Linked DNA regions of Pan troglodytes: region 1 is linked to region 2. A link is a contact called in public Hi-C data. All regions are on one chromosome and are shown on one strand. Each heading gives the region's core, a stretch centred on a gene start, on an enhancer-like site or on the middle of the called end of the contact. The rest is flanking DNA. Distances are from core to core; before and after follow the strand shown. Region 1 overlaps MCOLN2 (mucolipin TRP cation channel 2). Region 2 overlaps C1H1orf52 (chromosome 1 C1orf52 homolog).

What was found. Hi-C and Micro-C count contacts between places; a contact is called where the count stands out from the background.
Region 1: a Hi-C map of a lymphoblastoid cell line shows a contact between it and region 2, with 5 times the contacts expected there. The contact joins two enhancer-like sites. A contact is called at or near these places in 4 of 7 Hi-C or Micro-C datasets (blood, induced pluripotent stem cells, a lymphoblastoid cell line and 1 more), 1 of 1 datasets of contacts at active chromatin or transcription factors (stem cell-derived excitatory neurons) and 1 of 1 other capture datasets (stem cell-derived neural stem cells).

Annotation. Positions count from the first base shown.
Region 1 is chr1:146,130,421-146,134,730 of NHGRI_mPanTro3-v2.0_pri, reverse strand. MCOLN2 (mucolipin TRP cation channel 2) reads right to left here. Exons shown (of 14, transcript XM_513523.8): 7 at 4,015-4,114. Among named protein-coding and RNA genes, the nearest start is that of LPAR3, 52 kb to the left of the region's middle. Within about 2 kb of position 1,845, at least 4 of the 24 cell types and tissues checked have an H3K27ac peak or open chromatin away from gene starts, as enhancers often do. A contact at or near this core is called in a lymphoblastoid cell line, where this site is marked.
Region 2 is chr1:145,809,860-145,814,052 of NHGRI_mPanTro3-v2.0_pri, reverse strand. It overlaps C1H1orf52 (chromosome 1 C1orf52 homolog), which reads right to left. Exons shown (of 3, transcript XM_001141272.8): 1 at 1,266-4,193; 2 at 432-630. The coding sequence starts at 1,823. Among named protein-coding and RNA genes, the nearest start is that of C1H1orf52, 4.4 kb to the right of the region's middle. Within about 2 kb of position 1,297, at least 16 of the 24 cell types and tissues checked have an H3K27ac peak or open chromatin away from gene starts, as enhancers often do. A contact at or near this core is called in a lymphoblastoid cell line, where this site is marked.

The DNA.
Region 1 (4,310 bases), core at 596-3,095, 320 kb before region 2:
CTAGTTTCAGGCATTCTGTTACAAGTAACAGAAAACGGACTAAGACAGTAGTGTTGAATACAGCACCTGTGCTTAGTATAATGCTTCAGTATACTTTCAAATTAATGAAGAGAATCAAGCAGAACATAAGACCACTGAATAATCTAAGTTAGAACTTATGTTGGTCTGAGCTAAGTTGCGGCAGAGTGAAAGAGGGCACAGAATCGTAAGAGATGGAGAGAGTCATGGCCTGGTCTCTAACTGGACTTGGGGAATAAGGAAGAAGGACAACCAAGAATGATTCCTGGTTCCCTGTCTTGGGCAAACTGAGTTTACTCTGGATATTCATGACAAGAGAAGACTATTCAGTGGCAGTTAAAGCCATGGGAGTGACGGCCCCTCAGAGAGACCACTGGGAAGGACAGCATCGGGGATGGGGAGCAATGTTTGAGAATTAGAAAAGGAGATGAGCTCAGGAATGGGATGGAGCAGAAAGGCCAGAGGAGAAGCAAACAGAACCAGGGACAGGCGACCCTCAGAGAACAGACTGCGGTCAGAGTCTTCCACAGCAACACCTCTGCAGAGACAGCATTGAAGAGAAATGCCAGAGTGTCTATGGACTTAGTAATGCAAAGATGTGGGTGACACTGGCGTGAGTGTCTGAGGGCAAAGCAGCTCCTACAATGGGTGGCGAGCAGAGACAGCCAGCTGGTAAATGCAACTCTCTGAGCAAATGATTTCATCTTACTAAGCTTCAGATGTCCCACCTACAAAATGGGGAGGGCAAGCGTACTGGTTCCTGAGGCTGCCATGAGAATCAGGTGGAAGAGTCTGTGTGAAGTGCTTGTTAGAGTAGTGTCCAGTGCCTAGCACTTACATTTACCCTTAGCCATTTACACTCAAGAAAGTTATCTTGAGGTATCATCTAATGGGTAGGTAAGAAAACAACTTAGCTCTATCATAATGCAAGATTTTTTTTCCCCTTGAATCCATGGAATGGGGCAGAGGAAACAGAGGCAGCTCTTGGGAAGATAAGACTGAAAATCTTATGAAATGCAAGGACAGCATCTAGTACCTTCCTTTCTGACATACAACTAGAACACAAATCTCTAAGACAGTTTGCGTTGGACCTTGTTTACAGATGGGAAAACAAGCAGGCTTAGAAACAGAAACCAGTCCTCCTAACAGAATCCAGTATAGGATTCTGTTTTTCTTTGAATGACTGAGAAGACTAGTTCTATGGTATGCTAAAAATATGTATTTTATGAACATCTTGGCCAGGCGCGGTGGCTCACACCTGTAATCCCAGCACTTTGGGAGGCCGAGGCGGGCAGATCATGAGGTCAGGAGTTCAAGACCAGCCTGGCCAATATGATGAAACTCTGTCTCTACTAAAAATACAAAAAATAGTCTGGCATGGTGGTGTGTGCTTGTAGTCCCAGCTACTTGAGAGGCTAAGGCAGAAGAATTGCTTGAACCCAGGAGGTGGAGGTTGCAGTGAGCCGAGATCGTGCCACTGCACTCCAGCCTGGGAGACAGAGCGAGACTCTGTCTCAAAAAGAAAGAAAGAAAGAAAAAGAAAACATCTATATCACCCATCACTGGGGAATCCCGCCAAGAAGGAGTCCCCCTAATTCCTCCCCAAGCCCCTCATCTCCAAATTCCTATATTTATGAAACCAAGTTAAATGAAGACATGGCACATTTAGAGAGGGGACTTCGGAGTCACAAAAGGCAGCATGAGGTTTGTATGTGAAAATGGACATTCACCTGCATTTGCTTCAATATGAGTAATGACAAAGGAGAGAGGAGCCTGGGGGTAAGCGTGTGGGCGTGAATGAGCCTCTGAACTGTTAGAAATAGTGTAAGTGTCCCACCAGATGTCGCCCTTATCCTTGTCCACTTCCCCCAAAGCCAAGGCAATCTCAATCCACCAGACAGCTTCATATAGGGGAAAAAGTCCATTTCCTAAGATGGTTTCCAAACATAAGTTTTTTAAGGCTTTCACATCACATCATCTTATTTTAAATTCACATTCTCCTAGTGATAGAACCTGGTTTCTTAAGACACAGCTCTAGGAGAATATGTAAATCTTAAAGAGCTTTTACCCAGTGGTCTAGGAGGCTTGTGTTTCTCCTCATTGGCCACAGGAGGGGGCTAGAGATACTCTCTTCTGAGCAGAAGCAAGGAAAACCCCTAACGTTGCAAGGAGCGCAGCAGGCGGAAGGAAAAACTCACTGTTCTGGAAATGCATTTGACTGACTAGCTTGGAAATTTCCATCATTTTGATCTTTATAATGATATTCCAAATCACATATTTGACAAAGGTTAGTTTCTTTTCACAGAAAATTGGCAACCTATACTTGGACTTAGATCTCTGCGTATCTGTAAGAGTGGTGTATGCTGGGGAATAGTAACCACTTTTTAACAGAAACTGAAACTATAATCGGAGGCTTAAGTCAGTGAAATTATTGAAACCAAAACTTCAATCGTCAGGACATATTATACATCTGAAAAGCAGCAGGCCACAAATCAAATATACTTTAAAACAAATATAAAACAGGAGCCACAGGTATTTTACATTTTATTTCATTCTGATAACCTGGTCAAAAGGAAAGTCATTTAAAAAAATTTGCAAAATAAAAAACACTGAGCATCCATCACTAACATCATCCCAATTCTTTACTGAGCAAACAGAACAGGTTCCATAGGTAGCCCATGATATTTTATTTTAATTTAATTTTTTAATTTATTTTACTTATTTTTGAGACAAAGTCTCACTCTGTTGCCCAGGCTGGAGTGCAGTGGCATGATCTCGGTTCACTGCAGCCTCTGCCTCTCAGGTTCAAGCAATTCTCCTGCCTCAGCCTCCCAAGTAGCTGGGATTACAGGTGCATGTGCCACCATGCCCGGCTAATTTTTGTGTTTTTAGTAGAGACGTGGTTTTGTCACGTTGACCAGGCTGATCTTGAACTCCTGACATCAAGTGATCCACCCGCGTAGGCCTCCCAAAGTGCTGGGATTACAGGTGTGAGCCACCGTGCTCAGCAGTAGCCCATTTTAAACATGTGGATTAAGAGATGTTTTTTGAGCAATGACTGAGTAAATGACTCAGCATTTGCAGCAGTTGCTGTCTGGGCTCTGAAGGCCCTGATCCTTCCCCACTGTCCAAGGCTCAGGTCAAAGCATACCTTCTCCAAGAATCATTTCTTTTCCTACTCTGGCCCACTCAAACTTATTACCTTTGCTTTTTTTCTCCTCATACTTTTTGTATGTATACCCTTATTTCTCTCCATAACACATCACAGATTTTATAAGCATGTCAGTCTCTCTCACTAAGGCATTTTCTTCCTTATCCCATAATGCCTAGCAATTAATATGTGCCAACTCTTGTGTTCAGTGCTTTGCTTTATATACTAATTCATTTAATATTCAATATCCTGGAAGGTAAGTTTAGGCTGAGTATGCCCTATCCAGAATGATTTGGGACCAAAAGTATTTCAGATTTCTTTTGATTTTGGAATACTTGCATTATACTTACAGGTTGAGCGTCCGAAATCCAAAAATTCAGAATCCAAAATGCTCCAATAAGCATTTCCTTTGAGCTTCAGTCATGTCAGTGCTCAAATGTTTCAAATTTTAGAGCATTTTGATTTCAGATTTTTCCGATTTGGGATGTTCAACCTATACTATTACTCTCATTTTACATAGAAAGATACTGAGACAGACAGGTTAAGTAACTTGTACAAGATCACAGGCACAGTAAACAGAACTGGGACCGAAACCCAGGCAATCTGGCTCCAGAGCTAAGCTCCTAACCACTGAGTCATGCTACCTCTTCTAAGAGGCGTATAATAAACATTTGCTGAATTAAACAAAAATACAAGGCTTTGGGATATTCTTTACAGGATCTAATGCTCAAGAGGCGGTTTTCTTCCTATTACCATGCAAACAAACCATTTAAATACCCCAAGCCACAAAATAAAGTGTTAAAAATCATCTATAATTCCCATGGGCAAGTATATAGCATACTTACTAGATCCAAGTATGTTCAAGTCTTTACATTCTTCAATTTTGGCATCACTGTCAAAATAGATTTTGATTTTGCCACTGTGAGCTTTATTGTCAAAGATAATCTGGAGACACAAATGTATAGCGAGATTACAACACAGAAGAAAGTATAACATGTTAGATCAAATCTGCTTAAAAAAAAAATCACTGGCATCCAGTGTACTGATCCAAAGAGATTTACACAGGCCAGCAAAATGGCTGACTAGAATTACTAGACACTCATTTCCTGCACCCCCCACCACACATACACACACACACAAG
Region 2 (4,193 bases), core at 48-2,547:
AGAGCGAAATCCTGTCTCAAAAAAAAAAAAAAAAGAAAGAAAAAAAAAAGAAAAAGAAGAAAAAAAAGAAAATTAAGCCTTCAGTACTTTGTAGCTACAGTCACAAGAAACCATGAATTGATTTGTGTTGTTCTAATAAGGCATCATAAATCAGACCACTGGATGAGATATCAGATATTTTACTTTAAAGCCTGAATAATTTATGATCTTTCACTAAAATACAGCAACTACTACTAGCTGAGCTATCAGAGACTTCATGTTAAAGCCAAATATGTATGATCTTTCTCAAAAGCAGAGCAGTAAGTATCCAAAGACCATCAAATTAGTTTGCCAATTCGCTAGATTTAATTTTCATTCATTAAATATCTCATTCTTTTTAAGCCCATCACGGGGATCAAAATAGACCACCATCGGATTCTGACTTTCCTTACCTGATTCCAACGTCTCCTCCCCTTCTGGTAGAAGCCTAGCTTTCTTAGCATTCTGTGGAGCATCATCACCATTGTCCTCATATATGTTAGACCATTTTATTGCCATGTCAAGCTCTGGAGGCGGAGGCTTCTTCTCAGTGGTGTAGGTCTCAGGAGGTGGTACATAATTTGACTTCCATATTTTGAATTCCTTTGGAGGCTGTTAAGCAAGCACATTAAGAAGCACTGTGACGAACCGAGGTTCCTACGATGGACGTGGGCACATGCAACTCCCTGCCGTTCGCTTATCGTTCACGCTGACTTTTTTTTTCTTTAAGGTTGAAAGACACATTTTTCCATCAAAATCACAATACTGTTAAGTGAAAAGCCAAAGGGTTCCCTATATGAATAAAGCTAATAACTTTTAGTTACCAAAGAAGAATCCAGTCTCAGAGATACTACGCCAAGGCTGACCCCTTCAGGAGGCTGCAGCAGACACTGTCTTGGAGGCAGCACCGCAGGCACTTCGGCGTCAAAGGGAAGGGGTCTCAGGGAGAAGCTGCAGCGGGGGGGGCGGGGGAGTCACCACTGTTAGTCCTCGCCGCGCGGGGTCGGGGCACCGAGCGCGGAGGTTTGGGTCTCCTCACAAGGGGCGGGGCTGCGGGTCCGGTCTAACACCCACCAGGCGGGGGGAGGGGGCCAGGTTTCCCAGGGCTTGAGGTGGGAGGGGGTGGTGCGGCATCCCGCGGGGGTGACTGCGTGTGGGGGAATGGACAGCAGGTCCCCAGCAGGGGGCTCAGGAGAAAGGGGGCGCAGGCCGGGGCCGAGACCGAGAAACGGGGTCGGGGACCTCACCTCCTCAGGCGCCTTGACGACGTGCCTCTCCCAGTCTATCTGTTTGTTGAGCGGATTGTAGAGAAAGGCCGGGCGAGTCACGCTCCTAAACAGCTCGTCAGGTCCCGGGAGCCGCTTCTCCGCCTTGTTCCTACAGCCGCCCGCCGACTTCGCCGGATCCGGGGTTCTGCGACTCGTCTCCTCCGGCTCGATGTTATCCTCCTCGTCCGAGGAGCCTGAGCTGCTGCTCCCGTATGCCGCGAAATAGCTCAGAGGGTCCTTCTCCTCCGCTGCCATGACGGCTGCGAGCGACAACCGAGCACTCCGCCGGAAGCCGGAAACCGGAAGCCACCCCAGGGCCCGCCCCGCGCGTGGCCCCGCCCCAACTCTTACAAATAAGCCTGCAGTCTGCGCCCGCTGGCGGTTGCGCCACGCTCCTGCTCCCCCTCGGAGGGGCTGAGGCTGGAGGCGGGCCCGGCACGTTCCCAAGCAGGGGCGGGGGCTGCTTTTGCTCATTTCTGAGGAACTCTGAGAAGAGACGAAGTTCTGAGCCAGGGATCCCAGCCAAACTTCCTGCATTCGATAGCATTTACCAAAGGCATAGAAGACCTAAGAATTTTGTCTTTTCGCTGTCACTCCACTTTAGCCCTTGCCCAGAGAGGGTAGGATTTTTTCCTGATCCACTGCATCTCGTCTTCCAAATAAAAATTACTCTCAGTGTGTTTCCCTAGGTTGTCATGGAAGACCTCTAGGGGTGGTGGACTTCCCAAGCCAAGAACCAAATCATTTCCTGCTTGACCTCATTCAAGTGCGCTCTGAATAGCTTTGACAAAACTCCTCTTGGATCATAGCCTACCACTCGGGTCGTCCAAACTCTCTGGCTTCTCATTGTCAGCCTCTTCTCTGTCTGCTTTGCTCCATATGGCCCTTAAATGTTGGTGTTTCCCAACATATTGTACTATCTTTCAGTGATGCTTCTAACATTTTAAAGGGCATTACAAAGTTGCAAGTCAGCCCATCCCTTTCCACCGCATTAACTACTTTATGCTATGATTCCCAAATCTGGGTGTCTAATACCAATCTTTCCACCCAAACTCTAGACCCGACCACCACCTGGATTACATTTTCCATATGGTATCCTTCTGGGGCCTCAAACACCCACCTATTGGAACCGTAATCTGTCTTTTCATATAATTTTTCTCTGCATTTTTGTTCCTTCTTTTGGTAAATGGTGTAACCATATGCCTAGTATTCAGGGAAACTAGAACTCTTTGACTCCTGGTGAACTAAATGGGAATGACACCCAAATGAAGTTGTTATCAGTGTATTTAGATTTCACTTAAGGATGCCTGCTCGTTTAGATGATACTCACACTCACACATAACTTGCCATTCCTCCCTGGAAGTAGGCTCCAGGGCAGAGTTATATAACTATCTTGTTCACTCCCTCTTTGCTGTGGTACGATGTCTATGAGCTCCTTGAGGGGAGGAGCTGGACTGTGCTTTGCTCATTTTTAGATTCCTACTACCCAGCGCAGTACTTGTCACAGAGCAGATGGTTAATAAATATTTTTGGATTATAATAATTTATGATGGTGTGGGTCTAGATAAGTGTTTCTCAAGTTTTCCCATCCAGGTTCCTATGTTGGCAGAGGAAAATGATGGTCTCAAAGTGCAAAGTTTGGGAGTCCCCAAAACCATCCTCACTCCTGACACCAATTTCAGGTTTTGCAAAGTTCAGACTGCCCTCAGGTTGGTTTGATAATTTACTAGAAGGACTCACAGAACTCACTGCAAGCCATTATACTCATGGTTACAGTTTATTACAGCAAAATAATACAGGCGGGGAGAAAAAACCAAACAGCCAAGGGAAGAGGCACACGGTGCAGAGTTCCACATTCAAAGCTTCCAGTTGTCCTCTCCTAGTGGAATTGTGAACAGTATGAACTTCTTGTGGCAGAGACACGTGACAGTATGCATGGAATACTGCCATCCAGAGAAACTCACCTGAGCCTTGTTGTCCAGAGTTTTTATTGGGGCTTGGCCATATAGGCACAGTTAATTGTCCACCAGTGACCTCGGTCTCCAGTTCCTCCAGAAGCTGAGCTGATACATTGTGACCCAAAGTCCCATGGGCATACATACTTATTTTTCTTAATATAAGATCTTGAAAATGTATGGAAATTTTGCATGGTTGTGTTTAATAAAGCTCTTTTATTTTAATAGACAAAAATATTTAGACTTACTTATTACTGAGTAAAACTGACACTCTGAGTGACTTTTAAAATGGGCTCACTGTTGAATGCCTTGGAGATTGAGGTACTCAGTTTGAGCAACATGAGTTCTTGTTATCAAACCATCAGTGGTCTCTGTGAGACTTGGTCCAAAGACCACTTCTTACTTGACCTTTCAACAAGATAGGTGCCTTCTTGAAATGCTTTTCTCTTGCCTTTCACTAGATCATACACTTTAGTTCTCTTCCTATTTCACAGGGCCCTTTTCAGTTTTCTCTGTTGTCTTCTCTGTATCACCTCTAGATGCAGAAGCACCTCAGGCTCAGTTCTGAGCCTTCCTCTCTTTTTTGTCTACCCTCCATTTCAAGGCAAACTCACCAAGTTCCAAGGTTTTAAATATTAGTTTATGCTAATAACTCCCACATTTACATAACTGGTCCACAAGTCTTCCTGAACACCAAACTCCTGCATGGAATTTCCTACTTCAATGTCTCAGAAGCTCCTCAAACTTAGCATTTTTGTAGCAGATTGTCTACAAAGATAGCTGCCAACAATTCCTCTTGTCTCATGTTTCCTAATGATTTGAGTCAGGTTATGAATCTTTGGCAAGAATATTATGAAAGTGGTATTACGGTCTTCTCATTGCCTTCTATCAGAAGGCACATGATTTCAGTTTGTCGTGGCACTGATGATTTTACCTTTGTTTTCTTGTTTAA